2 separate regions of the Athene noctua genome follow, and region 2 is linked to region 1. The links are chromatin contacts, called in public Hi-C maps. All regions are on one chromosome and are shown on one strand. The core of a region is the stretch at or near the end of the contact, and the rest is flanking DNA. Distances in the headings are between cores, read along the strand shown. Region 1 holds the start of TRPC4AP (transient receptor potential cation channel subfamily C member 4 associated protein). Region 2 holds the start of MTCL2 (microtubule crosslinking factor 2).

Region 1 (3,716 bases), core at 2-2,501:
TCAAATGCAGTGCTTAGTGGCTTTCTGTGAACAGCAATTTATCTAAACAGCAAGTCATCCATTAACAGATCTTGCTTTTTACAAATAAAACTGTGATCATCATCAGGCCCATGAATTATTCATGGTGGTGAGAAGTGATGTAAGACCTGATACTGTAAAACTTCCAAATACATCACCTGGATGCCATCACCGCACTGGTTAGGCAGTGCTATTAAGCATCATGTTAATCCCCAGTGTCTTCATTGCTTTGTATTGTTCCTGGTACAACAAAGGGAAGTTAAAATGGAAGATTAACTAAGGCCTGCATTTAAAGCAGTCATGATTTTGGCTATCATCCGCATTGTATGCTGTGCTCCTTGCTGTCTCACCAAGAATCGGAGCTGGGCTGCTCCCTGGGGCAGGCAATAACCGCTCTGGATGACAGTGGGGTGTTTGGGACCATTGTCACCTCTCAGGTCCCTCTAAGCTGCTGCTTGGATGTTAGTCAAGAACTTGCTCCCAAGCGTCCCATCTTCCCAACACTGTGTCTCCTTTGACTTTGTGTTGGTTTGGTTTTCTCTAAACCCTTGGAGGCATTTACACTGTTTTGCTTCGGTGTGGAGAGCAGCACCTGCCTCAGCAGGTTGTGTGAGTCCAGCTTTCTCCCCATCTTCCAGGGGCAGAGCAGGTTTGTGGTAAAGGTCTGGCGTGGGGCTCTTCGTGTGATCACAAGTCTCTATTCTGTCATTATTCTCATTTGATTAGACAGCTCCTTGGGCGCAGTGCTAAGGGGTTTGGTTCTGCTCACTCGAGCCGGTGATAGTAATAGGAAAAGTAAAAAGTAGATGTAGGTATTTTGATGGAAATAAACTTAGGAGTAGAGGTCAGGCGACTCCTGTCGTGGCCCTGCCGCCTTAGCAGCCCCCGGGGAGAGATCAAGGGGCGGGGGAAGGGCTGGCGAGGCCGCGGACGTGGCGATCAGCCCCGCCGGCCCGCAGCGGCCTCCCCGCGCGGCGCGGGGCTGGGGGCGGAGGGGTGGGGACGTCGGGTCCTCCTCCTTCCCAGCATGCTTCGCGCCCCGCGGCGGCTCTGCGCATGCGCCCCCCGCCGCAGCCGGACTACACTTCCCAGCGTCCCCCGCGGCCCGCCGGCGGCGCGGTGCGCGCGAGGCCCGGGCGGGGGCGCTGCGGAGCGTCCCTCGCGCCGCTCCGTACAAAGCGGCTGGGGGAGGGGGCGCTTCCTGTTTGTCTCCGTCCGAGCGGAGGAGCGGCCATGGCGGCGGCGGCGGCGGCGGGGGGCCCCGGGCCCGGCGGGGGGGGCCGGCGCGGCGCCCGCGCGGCGGCCACCAACATCCTGGCGCAGCTGCGGCACGGGCAGCTCAGCGGCTGCGGCCTGACGCGGGGGGCACAGGTACGGGGTGGGGGGCGGGCCAGTGGCGCGGCACCGTCCGGGGGGGGGACGCCGGACGCCGCTCCGGCGGGACCTGGGGAGAGGGGGGGCCGGAGCCCGGCGGGGGCTTGCTGGGCCCGAAGGTCGGCGCGGCTGGGGGCTCCCGCGGGGAAGGGCAGAGCGCTGACCTGGGGCTCCGGCGGTGGGCTGGGGCGGGCTGGTGGAGGCCTTGCCGTCCCTCCTGCCCCGAGCCCACCTCCCCGTGCGCCGCCGGCCTCGGGCAGGACTTGTAAATCCGCCTTGGGGCCTGGCCCGCAAGGCCCAGCGCCGCCGAGGGGTGGGAGCGGGTGTTTGCTGGCCTTGGCGGCCCCTCGGTGGGGCTGAGCACCGGCTCGGGGCTGTCAGGCCTCTCCTGGAGCCCCGAGGCCGGGAAGAGCCCGGCTGGCCTAGCGCGGCCTGCCGCCAGCTCTGCTCGGAGGCAGCGTCTGGTGAAGTGGTCTCTCTCCATCCGGACTCGAGCGCTCTCTGGGGCTCCTCGTCCTCCTCTGCCAGCCCAGCTTCGGTCCTGGTCCCGGAGGGGTGGCCCTGCAGGCTCACGCGGTGGGAAGAAGGATGCCTCTGTGCCTTCCTGCTCCTTTTCCCTCATCGTCTTCGGTTTTCTTTTAGAAAGACTGTGGAGCAGGATGAGCATTAGCCATGCTGTAAAAGAGCCGTCCTCTGCTGCTTTGGTTAGTGATAGAGGTTGTGGCTTTCTCCTGCAAAGAAAGGAAGCTCTGCTTGGAACCATAATAGTGCAACATCAAAATTTAACGTATTTGATAGACAAAGGCAACATCATGATATTAGGGCTCAGGATACGTTTTAGCTCTGAAATGGTGTAGGCTTTATGCTGGTGGTTTTCCATGAAACTATTCCAGGTCTATTTCAGATTTGTCATCTTTCCCAGTTGATGATGCTGGGAAATACTAAGAAATGAAACGAATTCGTTAACTTGGGCTTGTGCCTATTGTGTGCTTATGCTGGCCTTTTTAAGAAGCTGCTCACGGATAATGGACTATTCATTTATTTTTATTAAGAATAATGGGTATTTATTTTACAGATTAAATATGAAACGGTGCAAAGACTTAGAAACTGAAGTGTGGGATAAAGAACTTGCATTCAGATGGTGATTTATTGAGCTAAATGTCTTAAGATAATTGAAATGGAATTTAAAAATGGGATTTCTTTAAGTGGTTTTCACTAGTACAGACAGCAGTATTTTCCTTGGTGAACAACGATTCTGAACAATTACTAAGAGAAGACTTGTTCTTCATAAATGTCCATGTCTCATTCTGTAGGGTGAAAGCGCAGGTGATTTTTTTTAACAGCTCTTTTGTCCTTACTATACCACTTGCTCAGATACTAGTTTCATTACTATTTAAGAAAAAGCACATCATTTGCATGAGTTTAAATCTGATATTGTCTCTTTTGAAGGAAGTTATTTGTGTGGGATTGTTTCAGAAGTGTATTTTGTAAGGCGTTAGACAAAGCAACATGTTGTCTCACTAACTTGGCTGTCCACCCCTATGCCCTTGTGTGCTCACTCCCCAACAACTATAGCAATTTAAGTCAGATAAACCTGTAACAGCGTTGTGCACCAGTGTGATCTGTTAGGATGGTGCCTCAATGCTGGGCTTTGTTTTGCTTGAGAAATGCAGTGGTGCTGTGTTTTCATTTGGGCTTTTATGAATTGTTGGAAATAACTGCTGAAGTAAATTACCAGGCTTTTACAGTAATCGAGGAAACTTGTGCTAATTACATCCTCCTTCTCGTAATGCCCAAGTTTGAGGTGGGTCTTTTTGTTGCAGGGATTTTCTGTGTTTTGTTTTGCTTTATAAATTTCAGCATGGCTGTCCTGCCCCAAAAGACTTAAAAGCTTGGATGCGTAGAGATTCCAGTGCTTCACAAATGCTGTAGGAATACATTTTTAAGTCAGCTAGGCCGAGGGGGGGCGGGGGGCAGGACGCGGGACGGGGACGATACGGACGACGACAGAATGGACACACACCCCAACTCCCTGAATTATTTTGAACTATGTAAATTACGTGTCTCTGTACTTTTACCTTGAAGCAGTTTTTTGTTTGTAGACGGTCTAAATATAAATCACTTTGATATAACCTTTGAAGAAGTATGAGGCAGTTTGGGGTGTTTTTCCTTTTTAAGTTCTATTTTTTAATCAAAGTGTTTGGAGTTTTCATGCAGTTGACTCCTCAGTGGCAGCATGGTAGCCCTTGCTTAAGTTTCTCAATTCATTTGCTCCTGAAAAGCCTGAGAGCAGATCAAGTTTCTAAGCTACTGTGTTGGGGTCT
Region 2 (3,620 bases), core at 1,009-3,508, 160 kb after region 1:
GTTTGCACACGTGTTCTTGGAAACCAGAGGGGCCTCATCTGTATTTTTCCAGCTCTCAGTAAATCAAAGCCCTTAAGCTCTTGCTGCTAATTCTGGCAGGAGTTTGGGACACCAGCTGTGAACCAGGGCTTTGCTAATGGACAAAGGGCCTGATCAAGCATCTTTGAGCGCATCACCCAACACCTAGCTCCCACCTCGTAGCTATGAACCTGACGTATTTACAAACTTTGGCACCAGTGGTTGAGAGCTGGCCTGATTTCCAACCTGTGACATCCAAAGAGCAGCCAGCGAGACACTGTACCTACCCCTGAGCCCCCCAGCAGGTGACTGCACAAGCATCTCATCCACAGCTCCACCCTGAAGAAGAACAGAGGGTGCAAAATGCCTGCAGTCCACTGGGACATGGCGCCTGGTGGGTGTCTGTGCCCACCCCGCAGCAGGCAGTGCATGCCAAGGTGCATCAGGTCGATGTGTAACCGGAGGCAGAATGCTCTGTGCCCCTGAACCCATGCAGCACATCTGCCCTGACTTCACCACGCACCCTAAACCTGGCAGCCACACTGTACACCCGGAAAAAGGCCTCGGGGAGCACGGGAAGCAGTGGAAAGATGGAAGGTGGAAAATCTCCCCAGGGTCTGGCAGTGTCAGCAGGCACAGAGGGCAGTGGTGAGCTCCCCATCCTGTGCCAGGCCGAGCTCTGCCCAGCTGTGTGGGGTCAGGCCGTACCATACTGTGTCCCAGGATGCCAAACCAGGTTGAGCCAACCCGTCATGCTCAACATGCCAAGCTGGGCTAAGCACAGCTGTGCCACGCTGAGCTGTGCCTTGCCTACCCATGCCAAGCTGGGGCCATGTTAGGCTTGGCCATGCTGCACCCGTCTATGCCATGCCAGGGCTGGCCATGCCCAGCTGGCCCACACTGCGCCAACACGCGCCCTGTGCCAAAGCATGCCACGTTATGCTGAGCCAAGCAGCGCCCAGCCATGCCACACCATGCTGGACCATGCCCAGCTGGGCCTTGCTGTGCTGAGACAGGCCAGGTCTTGGGCCCAGCCAGGACATGCTGTGCCAAGCTGAGCTTTGCTCTATGTCCAGTTGGGCCATGCCAGGCTTAGGCAAGCCGTGCCATACATTCAGCCATGGCACACTATGCTGAGCTTAGCCAAGCCCAGCCATAGCATGCCAGTCCATCCCCAGCTGGGCCATGCTACGCTGAGCTGAGCCCAGCTAAACTGTACCAGGCCATGTTCAGTGATGCTGTGCTGGGCTGAGCCATGCCAATCCCTGCATGCATCCATGCCATGCTGTGCTGCCCAGCTGAGCCAGGCCAGGCTACGCTCAGTGATATCATGGTAGGCTGAGCCGAGTTGAGCTGTGCCCTGCGCACAGCCATGCCCAGGGATGCTGCGCTGTGCCACGCTGTACCTGGGGGTGCTATTGCCCTGGGATGCTGTGCCATACTGAGCCACTCCATGCCCAGGGATGCCACACCGTGCCACACCACGCCCTGGAATGCTGCGTTGTGTGCAGGGATGCCGAGCCCTACTGACCCAAGGCCTGGGATGCCACGCTCTGTCACGTTATTGCCCAGGGACGCTGTGTCACGCTGAGCCATGCCCAGGGATGCCACACCGTGACAACCCTTGCCCTGGGATGCTAAGCCATGCTGACCCAGGGCCTGGGATGCTGTATTGTGCCCAGGGATGCTAAGCCATGCTGACCCTTGCCCTGGGATGCCACACCGTGCCATGCTACAGCCAGGGATGCTGTGCCGTGCCGAGCCATGCCATGCCAGGGACGGTGAACGACTCTACAGCCAGGGATGCTGAGCCTTGCCAACACATGTGCTGGGTGCCACACTGTGCCCCGCTACTGCCCCGGGATGCGGTGCCACGCGGAGCCGTGCCCGGGGACGCCACGCCGCTGTGCCCACCTTGAGATAGTCGTTCTCAGAGCGCAGGTCCTCCAGCTCACGGAGCAGCCCGTCGGTGCTGGCGTCCAGCAGCTCCTCGGTGAGGTCGGAGAAGGCGAGCGAGGTGCTGAGCTGCAGGCGGCTGCTGGCCATGGAGGCGGCCGAGGGCTCCTCGGGCAGCGGCGAGGCCTCCCCGGCCGAGGGCGGCGGCGGCGGGGCGCTGCCCGGGGACTCGCCGTCGCTGCCGCTGAGCCCCAGCTCCAGCGAGAGCAGCTTCGCCTCCTCCGAGGCGCTGCAGTCCGACACCTCGGAGCTGCTATCGGTCAGGCTGGCCGCCGGCCCCGCCCCGGGCACCGCTCCCGGCCCCGGTCCCGGTCCCGGCCCCGGCCCCGGTCCGGGTCCCGGCCGCCGCGCCCCGGCCGCCGCCGTCTCCGCCCCGCGGCACCGCCCCTTCGCCCGCGCCGCGCCGCGCCCCGCCGGCCCCTTCCCGCCGGCCCGGGCCGCCGCCGCCGCCGCCCGCTTCTCGGGGCGCCCCTCCTTGCCGCCGCCCGCCCGCCGCGGGTGCGGGTGCGGGTGCGAGTGCGGGCCGCCCGCCGCCAGCCGCGGGGCCGCGCCTGGGTGTCCCCCGCCGCCGCCGCGCCGGCTCTTGGCCAGCGACCAGCCGGGCACCTCCTTGGGGCGGGCGGGCGACGGCGCCCGCTGCGGCTTCTTCTTCTTCTCCGGGAGCGGCGGCGGCGGCGGCGGCACGGGGGGGCCCTGCTCCGCCGGCGCGGCCTCCATGTCCCGCTGCGCTGCGCTGGGCTCGGCCCCGGCTGCGGCTGCGGCTGCGGCCCCGGCTCCGCCCGCCCCGCCGCCGGGCGGGGACGCGCGCGGGCGGCGAACAAAAGGCGGCGGGGGGGGGCGGGGGGGGAGCGGAGCGGAGGAGGGGGGGGGCGGCCGTGCTGGCGGCAACAGCGACCCCTCCGCCCGCTCAGCGCCGCGCCGCACCCCCCCGGCCCGCGCTGCGGGACCCCGGGGCAGCCCCGACCGGGGGGCACCCCCGTGGGTAAGGGGACCCCCGGGCATCTTCCGCGGCGCGGGGCCGGGGCGAGTCGCCTGGGGAGCGCAGGTTCCCCCCAGCGCGCCCCTGGGGACAGGGGTCCCCTCGTGTGTCCCCGGCGGTGCAGGGCGCTGGGGCACCCCTGGAGGGGAAGGGTCCCCCAAGGCAGGTTGGGGGAAGGGGGTCCCCAGGGTGTCCTCGGCAGTGCAGGTCCCCCGGGGGCAGCCTCGGCGGTGAGGGTCCGCTGTGGGTTAAGGGTCCCTGGGCCGCCCCCGCGGGAGGGGGTCCCCCAGGGCACCACTGTAAGGGCAGGGCGTCCTCGGAGGCAGGGTCCCCCATGTACCCCGTGGGTGGGTGGGAGGTCCCCGGGGCCCCTCTTGTGAGGATCCCAAGGCACCCCCATGGGTGGGGGTCCCCTGGAGCACCCCGCTATGCTGCCCAGTGCCGGCTCCAGCTGCTGGGGCACGCACAGCCCCGCACGGTGCCTCTGGAGGGGGGAAGCTGTCAGCCACCAGTGCCTGGGTGAGTGTGCTCCCACCCACCCGCCCGCGTCCCTCATACGTTAACAACCGGGCCCCAAACCCGCTGCCAGCATCCGAAAGCTGCATTTGAAAAATGCTCCTCCGTGCCTGCCCCCACGGCAGCACGGCTGGCTGCGGCCTCGCGGCGG

What was found. Hi-C and Micro-C count contacts between places; a contact is called where the count stands out from the background.
Region 2: a Hi-C map of heart shows a contact between it and region 1, with 3 times the contacts expected there. The contact joins the promoter of MTCL2 here to the promoter of TRPC4AP in region 1. A contact is called at or near these places in 2 of 2 Hi-C or Micro-C datasets (heart and liver).

Annotation. Positions count from the first base shown.
Region 1 is chr16:3,036,897-3,040,612 of bAthNoc1.hap1.1, forward strand. It overlaps TRPC4AP (transient receptor potential cation channel subfamily C member 4 associated protein), which reads left to right and starts at 1,252. Exons shown (of 19, transcript XM_074920596.1): 1 at 1,252-1,389. The coding sequence starts at 1,252.
Region 2 is chr16:3,200,662-3,204,281 of bAthNoc1.hap1.1, forward strand. It overlaps MTCL2 (microtubule crosslinking factor 2), which reads right to left and starts at 2,259. Exons shown (of 16, transcript XM_074920622.1): 1 at 1,933-2,259. The coding sequence starts at 2,064.